Linked DNA regions of Mus musculus: region 2 is linked to region 1. Evidence: chromatin contacts called from public HiChIP or PLAC-seq data. All regions are on one chromosome and are shown on one strand. The core of a region is the stretch at or near the end of the contact, and the rest is flanking DNA. Distances in the headings are between cores, read along the strand shown.

Region 1 (3,057 bases), core at 205-2,704:
AAGAGGAGAGTTTTTAGCAGCCCGCTGCACCACTAGGAGGGGGTCTTAGCTCAACTTGTACAAATAGAGAACATTAATGTGATAACACCGAGTATATCTGGTCAAAGTTTAAATACATTTTTGATAAAAATTCATCTTATATTAATGTTCAAACACATGTAAATTTAGATTTGAAGCCTCTGTGTATAAAATTGCAGGTTACCTCAGAATGGAGCAAACTGCTCAGGCATCCTCATTTAGCCATAAAAGCCATATATTTGTGTGACCAACCATATGTAAAAGAAGGTTACCTGCCCTGGACAGTACCTACAAGACAGAGAGCTCACTCTCCCTGCTGTATGCTCACAAAGTGGGGCGATGGGCAGGACTCAAAGGCTGGACCTTGCACCCTGGAAGGAGCACTCAGTGTGACATTGCTAATGGGCTACTTCAAGAGAACTCACTTGGCTTGGTATTAGTAAGTTTCTTCCAGACAATAAAACACACAGGTACAAAAGCACAGATGGAAACCAGTGTGTGACATCACCCAGCAGCTGAAATCTACAATACACCAAGGAGCATGGGACTCTTCGAACTGCCCCTGCATTAAACAGAGAATGCCCATACACGCTGGCCATCCACACAAGCTCCTGTCAGCGCAAGTGGTCGTGGACATCTCCTTCTTCTTCATCATCTCCTTCTTTTTTAAATTTAAAATACCAGCAACATAAGTGGTGTGGGTGTGCGTTTGAAACACGCCCACACTCGATGCACAGAGCAGTCAAGCACTGTCAAGGGACACTTGCACCCTAAGTTATGAGAACCTGAGACACGCGTGGAAGGGTCTCACAGTGGCATCAGAGAATATCTTGCTAAGTACTTACTGGCTAATGATGAGAGCAGTCACGCCTGGGAGTTGTCTGTGTGTCCTGATCATTAACTCACCCTCTTGCAACCCAAGCGATCTCGTAATTAAGATTCTTACTTTCAGGTCCCTTTAAAAATTTCACTGCAAGTAGGTCCCCTAGAGTAATTAATTATAATTTTAAATAAATTAACTCACTGGGAGCCCCTCTTGACATTCTCTAAAGAATAAAAGATTAGGAAAGCAAATGATTTCATTTTATTAATATTTCTATCCTAGTTTCTTTTCCTGTTAGATTTACCTATGGCTTCAAAGCTTAAGGGGCACTTGCTCAGATCCGGGCTGTTCTCACGATTAAGTAAGCTGCCGTCTCGTCATAAAGAGAAAAGGTTACTGTTTCATATGCAGGCTTATAGACAGTGTCAAGAAACCAATCGTTTACATCTTTCACCCCATCTACACTTTCCACTATTAGAATTTAAAAGCGGCTTTGGAAGCAGCATGCTTTAAAAAAACTATCAAACACCCAGGAAGCATCTACACTGACCAGTGGCTGGCGGCTGCGCGCCCGGGGAACCAACGCAGACAGTGGTGAACTCCCTGAAGGAGCCTCAGCCGCCCTCACCCTCTGCGCTTGCTCATGCGCATGCGCATGACTAGATATGAAAACTCATGCTTTCTAAGCGAAGCCTTTCACTTACGGACACTTAAAAGGTACACAAACAGTGCAGGCTGCGTTTCTCCTCCGTCATGCTTTTCCTCAGCAAGGTCACCTGTGAGGACTCAGAACACATCCTTAATACATTCAGAGTTCTCTACATTCCAGTCAGGAAACATTAATCCTCCAACATAAACTCGAGAGGGAACAGGCAGCCACAACACGGACGGACTCTAACTTCAAAGGGGCAAAAGCTACCAAGACATCTCCATAGAGACCCCACCAAGGTGGGGCGGCAATTCCGGTCACTGCCGAGCAAACCTCGTCACAGATATTGTGTGGTCATTTAAAGGGTATTTCATTTTCATTCTGATGCCAGGAGCGGGATGTCCTGTTTTGAAGTGCTAATGCAAAAGGGCTACCCCAGGAGCACCGAACTCTGTCCGGAGGACCGGACCCCATGGGGTGCACAGGGCTTACTCCCCTTCTGCAAGGTGACCTAGGAGTTTACTGCTGACTGACCCCCATTTGCGGGTGGTCCGCCTCTGGCTCCTCCTCCTCCACATCCGCACTGTACTCTTCAAACGCGTCGTCATCTGCGTCTGGAAGCCCCAGCAACTGGAGAGAAGAAATTGGACAAGAAAAGCAGCAGCTGTAAGCATTGCAGGCAGAAGCCCAAAGGCGTCACACACCCAAATTCACCTGCTTAGCACTGCGAGTGCAACCCTGGACTCACCTCCCCCACCTGGGCAGTTACAAATTTAACAGGGAACACACTGAGTCTTCATGGTCTGTTGATTCCACTGGCGACCTTGGGGAGGCACGCCCCCGCAAACCACACATGTGGTAGATGTGCATGCCTCTCCCACGGTGTTGGTGAGTCACACCACAAGCATTGCCTATGTCCCCAAATCAATCCTCTGCTAAATTCCTCCCCCACCCACCCCGCAACACTTGCAGTTATTTATGATAAGTGGCACATAGACATATGATGAGTAGCAAAGGGTTAAATTTTATGGCATGTTAGTAAGATAACATCATACGTAGACTTAAAACTGAATCTTAAAATTACTTAATGATATAAGATGAGTATAAAATGTAAAAATAGTCAATTATGATATAGTTTGTCTCAAAATTCATATGGATGCACATAGAAAAAGAACTGCAATTAAATATATTCAAATGTTGAGTTTTCTTTTAAAATTTTACATTTGGTTTGTGTGTTTGCATGCATGTCACATCATATATGTGGTCACAGGACAATGCACAGGTGTTTGTTTTCTCATTCCATCATGTGATGCCCAGAGGCAGAACTAGGGTCATCAGACTTGGCAGCAGGTGCTACAATCTTGTGTGTGTGTGTGTGTGTGTGTGTGTGTGTGTGTGTGTGATGTAAAGGATTTCTATAAAACTGGGACTGTAAACAACTTCTTTCCATTTCATCTTTAAATATTTTTCCATTTATTTTATATGTATAAATATGTATTTTATGTATATGTATAATATACATAAATGTGTATTTTATGTATATGAATATTTTGCTAGTGTGTATGTG
Region 2 (3,057 bases), core at 329-2,828, 230 kb before region 1:
CAAGAAGGTTACAAATTAGTACCAGCCTCAGCTATATATCAGGTTCAAGGCTAGCCTGAGAGAGAGAGAGAGAGAGAGAGAGAGAGAGAGAGAGCAAGAGCTCATTGTCATTGGTATTTGAAACCATGTAAACTCTACCATCTCCCTCTTCTATTATTTTTACATAACAGAAGTCAACCACGTGGACAGATTTTATCTTCATTTTTTCCCACTTAGTTTCACATCATAAATATTCTGACACTTTACTTAAAAACTATGCCACTCAATTGTATTGTGCATGCCTTCCCCCCCCTCCCCCCCAGCTGAAAACAGGAACCTGTAGCCCATACCTGAAAGCAGCCTGTTGGCTCTTCATGAAGGGCAGGAGCTGTTTCGAGAGGGCAGACTGGGGAGCTTATCCTGTTCCCTGGGACAGAGCCTCTCTTCCTGATGGAAACAGCCAGCCCTTCCAGGCCAGGCACTGTTCTAAGGGCTGCCATCTATGGTATCACACAACCTCTCTCAATGCTCTGCAAAGGCTGCCCTTGTTATCCCGTTTGACGGAGGATTTCAGAAACTGGGGCTGAAGACATTTAAATGCTTACCCGAGGTTGCACAGGCAGTATAGGTGTCTGTCTTTGTTTACTTTTTTTAATGGCCTTAGTGATAAACACTAAGGCCAGAATCAGCTAGAGGACCGAAGGGTTTGTTTGGCTTAACATTTTCCCCGTCACAGCCTATCATTGAGGAAAGTCAGGGCAGGAACTCAAGCAGGAACCTGGAGGCAGGACCTGAAGCAGAGACCACAGAGGCTTGCTACTTACTGGCTAGCTTCTGGGGCTCACTCCGGCCTGCCTTCTTACATACCTCAAGAACACACCCTACAGAGTTTCCTATAGGTCCATCTGATGAAGGCGGGTTCTCCAGCCTTACAGAGTTTCCTATAGGTCCATCTGATGGAGGCGGGTTCTCCACTGAGATTTCTCTTCCCAGAGGCAGAGCTCGATGTGAGACTTTCACTAGGCAGATTGTTTATTTTGCCCTCTGAGAGGTCTGCCTGGCCAGGGAGATCAGCTTCAGTGTTCTAATTATCCACCGAGACTGAAGTGGAACTCAGGCCCTGGTTGGCAACATTCTTGCCACATACAAGTAAGGTTGCTGGTGAGGTTTCAGCCACAGCTCCAGTTCTTGGCTTCCTGGGAGGCCAAAATCATCTCCAGTGGCCATCCGTTTGCTACCTCAGTTGATCCAGGGTGAACATCTAACTCCTGTGCACAGCTCTTCAGAGTGGCCTGGGATTTTCTTTCTAGGGCAGTTGCTGGCTGAGTGTCTCCCACTGGAGCCTTCTCAAAGTTCAGAGAGGCTGGTCTCGAGCTGCGAGCTGCGCAACCTGCTGATCTGCCTCTCTGGACTTAAGGCTGTTGCTGTTTTCACAGCTCTCTGTAACTGTAGCCCAGGGCTGGCTTCTTAGGCAGCTGCAGGCTGGGCCTGAGGTAACTGCTCTGGGAGTTGCCTATTGAGAATGAACCAAGAGGGCAGCTGTCATCAGCTGGAGGTGTGGCCGCGGAACAGTCCTTTTCTTACCTCTGCTTTCAGGATGTGGGGTAATCAGATTGGAGACGAAGGGGCAAAGGCCTTCGCAGAGGCATTGAAGGACCACCCCAGCCTGACCACTCTCAGGTAACGTGCCTTCTGAGATATGGGCTCCAGGGACCTGGGGAGGAACTGTTGGGAGGGGGTGCCTGTCTTTTCTACTAGGGCAACATTGATTGGCACTTGGCTTCTCTTGCTGAAGTTTTCCTCAGTGGGTGTGAGTTTTTGGTCAAGTGCATTATTCTTAAGTGCCCAGTGAACAACAGGATGACACGGGACACCTGAAGCCCCTCAGTTTCTCCATGTGGCACCCTTTGTAGGGGCAGAGGCTAGGAGCAATATTCAAGCCCAGATAAAACGGAAGGGACACTGGCAGGCAGGTTCCCGTTCCTTCCTCTTTCTCAAATGACTCTAGGACAGAGGGGGCCCTCCCTTCCTGTGAACAGCCATCCATTAGTGTCCTTGCCTGACCCCAGAGCCTTGGAGTCTTAGAGTCTTATAGGCTCTACCATGGAAAGGAGTCCAAGACTCCATGGGTTTCTGAAACTCTCAGATGGTCTGAGCAGCCCTGTGAATGCCCTCACACATACAAGCCTGGCACAGTCCTCTTTCAGAGCACCAGGATCCCTTGGCCGTCAGCTCAGATGCAAACCCTGGAGTTCTCCCTTTGTTTCTACAAGGTCTTTTCAGACCCTCAGGCTCCTGCTGTTGGGCCAAGCACCCCGCTTCCTGCCTGGTGCTGTGTGCAGACAGATACTTCCCAGGTGACTGAGTGTCGACGGCAAGGCCAACCATGGACAGGCCTGTAATAATCCGTCCCCTGTGTCTTCCTTTCTAGTCTTGCATTCAATGGCATCTCTCCGGAGGGAGGGAAGAGCCTTGCGCAGGCCCTGAAGCAGAACACCACACTGACAGTAATCTGGTAACATTTTGAGTCATTTTTGAGGGTTGGGTCTGGTCATTATTGCCGAGGTTGCACGGGTTATGAACTCAGAACTGAAAAGCACTTCTTTATTTAAAAGGTGAATTAAATCTCTCCCAGCTATTTCCACAAACCCGGGCCCACCACAGGGATGAAGCAGGCTTTGCCACCTACTCTCAGCTTAGCTGAAGGTGCCAGAAGTCCCCTCAAAACAGGCCCAGCTTTCACACGCCTGGCCCAAAGGCACCTCCCCTTCCTCCCCTCCCTCCTCCTTCCTCCCCTCCCTCCTCCTTCCTTCCCACCCTCCTCCTTTCTCCCCTCCCTCCCCTTCCCCACCTTCCTCCCCTCCCCTTGCACTGCTGTTCATCCGTGCAGCTGCCTCTTATCATTCCTCACATCAGGACTTGGCATCCATGCCCCAGATGGCTTGTCTCTAGAAACCTGGAATCCTCCCACTTAGTAAGTGGGTGTTACAGATATGGCTTTTGGGTACCCCCCCCATCTCTCTTATAGGCCATTTAACCCTTCACTTCCCACTATCTTTATTTGTGAGCAGGTTGAAT

What was found. HiChIP or PLAC-seq counts read pairs in DNA pulled down with a chosen protein or histone mark.
Region 2: a contact with region 1 is called in an H3K4me3 HiChIP or PLAC-seq map of bone marrow-derived macrophages, with 6 times the contacts expected there. The contact joins two enhancer-like sites. A contact is called at or near these places in 18 of 484 Hi-C or Micro-C datasets (CD8 T cells, the CH12 cell line, the G1E-ER4 cell line and 9 more), 11 of 115 datasets of contacts at active chromatin or transcription factors (CD8 T cells, T-cell acute lymphoblastic leukemia, bone marrow-derived macrophages and 5 more) and 4 of 9 other capture datasets (adipose tissue, embryonic stem cells, liver and 1 more).

Annotation. Positions count from the first base shown.
Region 1 is chr6:54,698,043-54,701,099 of GRCm38.p6, reverse strand. It overlaps Mturn (maturin, neural progenitor differentiation regulator homolog (Xenopus)), which reads right to left. Exons shown (of 3, transcript NM_001289740.1): 3 at 1-2,120. The coding sequence ends at 2,010. LOC115490354 (a long non-coding RNA gene) reads right to left here. Exons shown (of 2, transcript XR_003956309.1): 2 at 2,861-3,057. Among named protein-coding and RNA genes, the nearest start is that of Mturn, 18 kb to the right of the region's middle. Within about 2 kb of position 1,454, at least 171 of the 459 cell types and tissues checked have an H3K27ac peak or open chromatin away from gene starts, as enhancers often do. A contact at or near this core is called in CD8 T cells, adipose tissue, bone marrow-derived macrophages and 2 more, where this site is marked.
Region 2 is chr6:54,932,997-54,936,053 of GRCm38.p6, reverse strand. Nod1 (nucleotide-binding oligomerization domain containing 1) reads left to right here. Exons shown (of 12, transcript NM_172729.3): 8 at 1,576-1,659; 9 at 2,411-2,494. Among named protein-coding and RNA genes, the nearest start is that of Nod1, 38 kb to the left of the region's middle. Within about 2 kb of position 1,578, at least 54 of the 459 cell types and tissues checked have an H3K27ac peak or open chromatin away from gene starts, as enhancers often do. A contact at or near this core is called in CD8 T cells, adipose tissue, bone marrow-derived macrophages and 2 more, where this site is marked.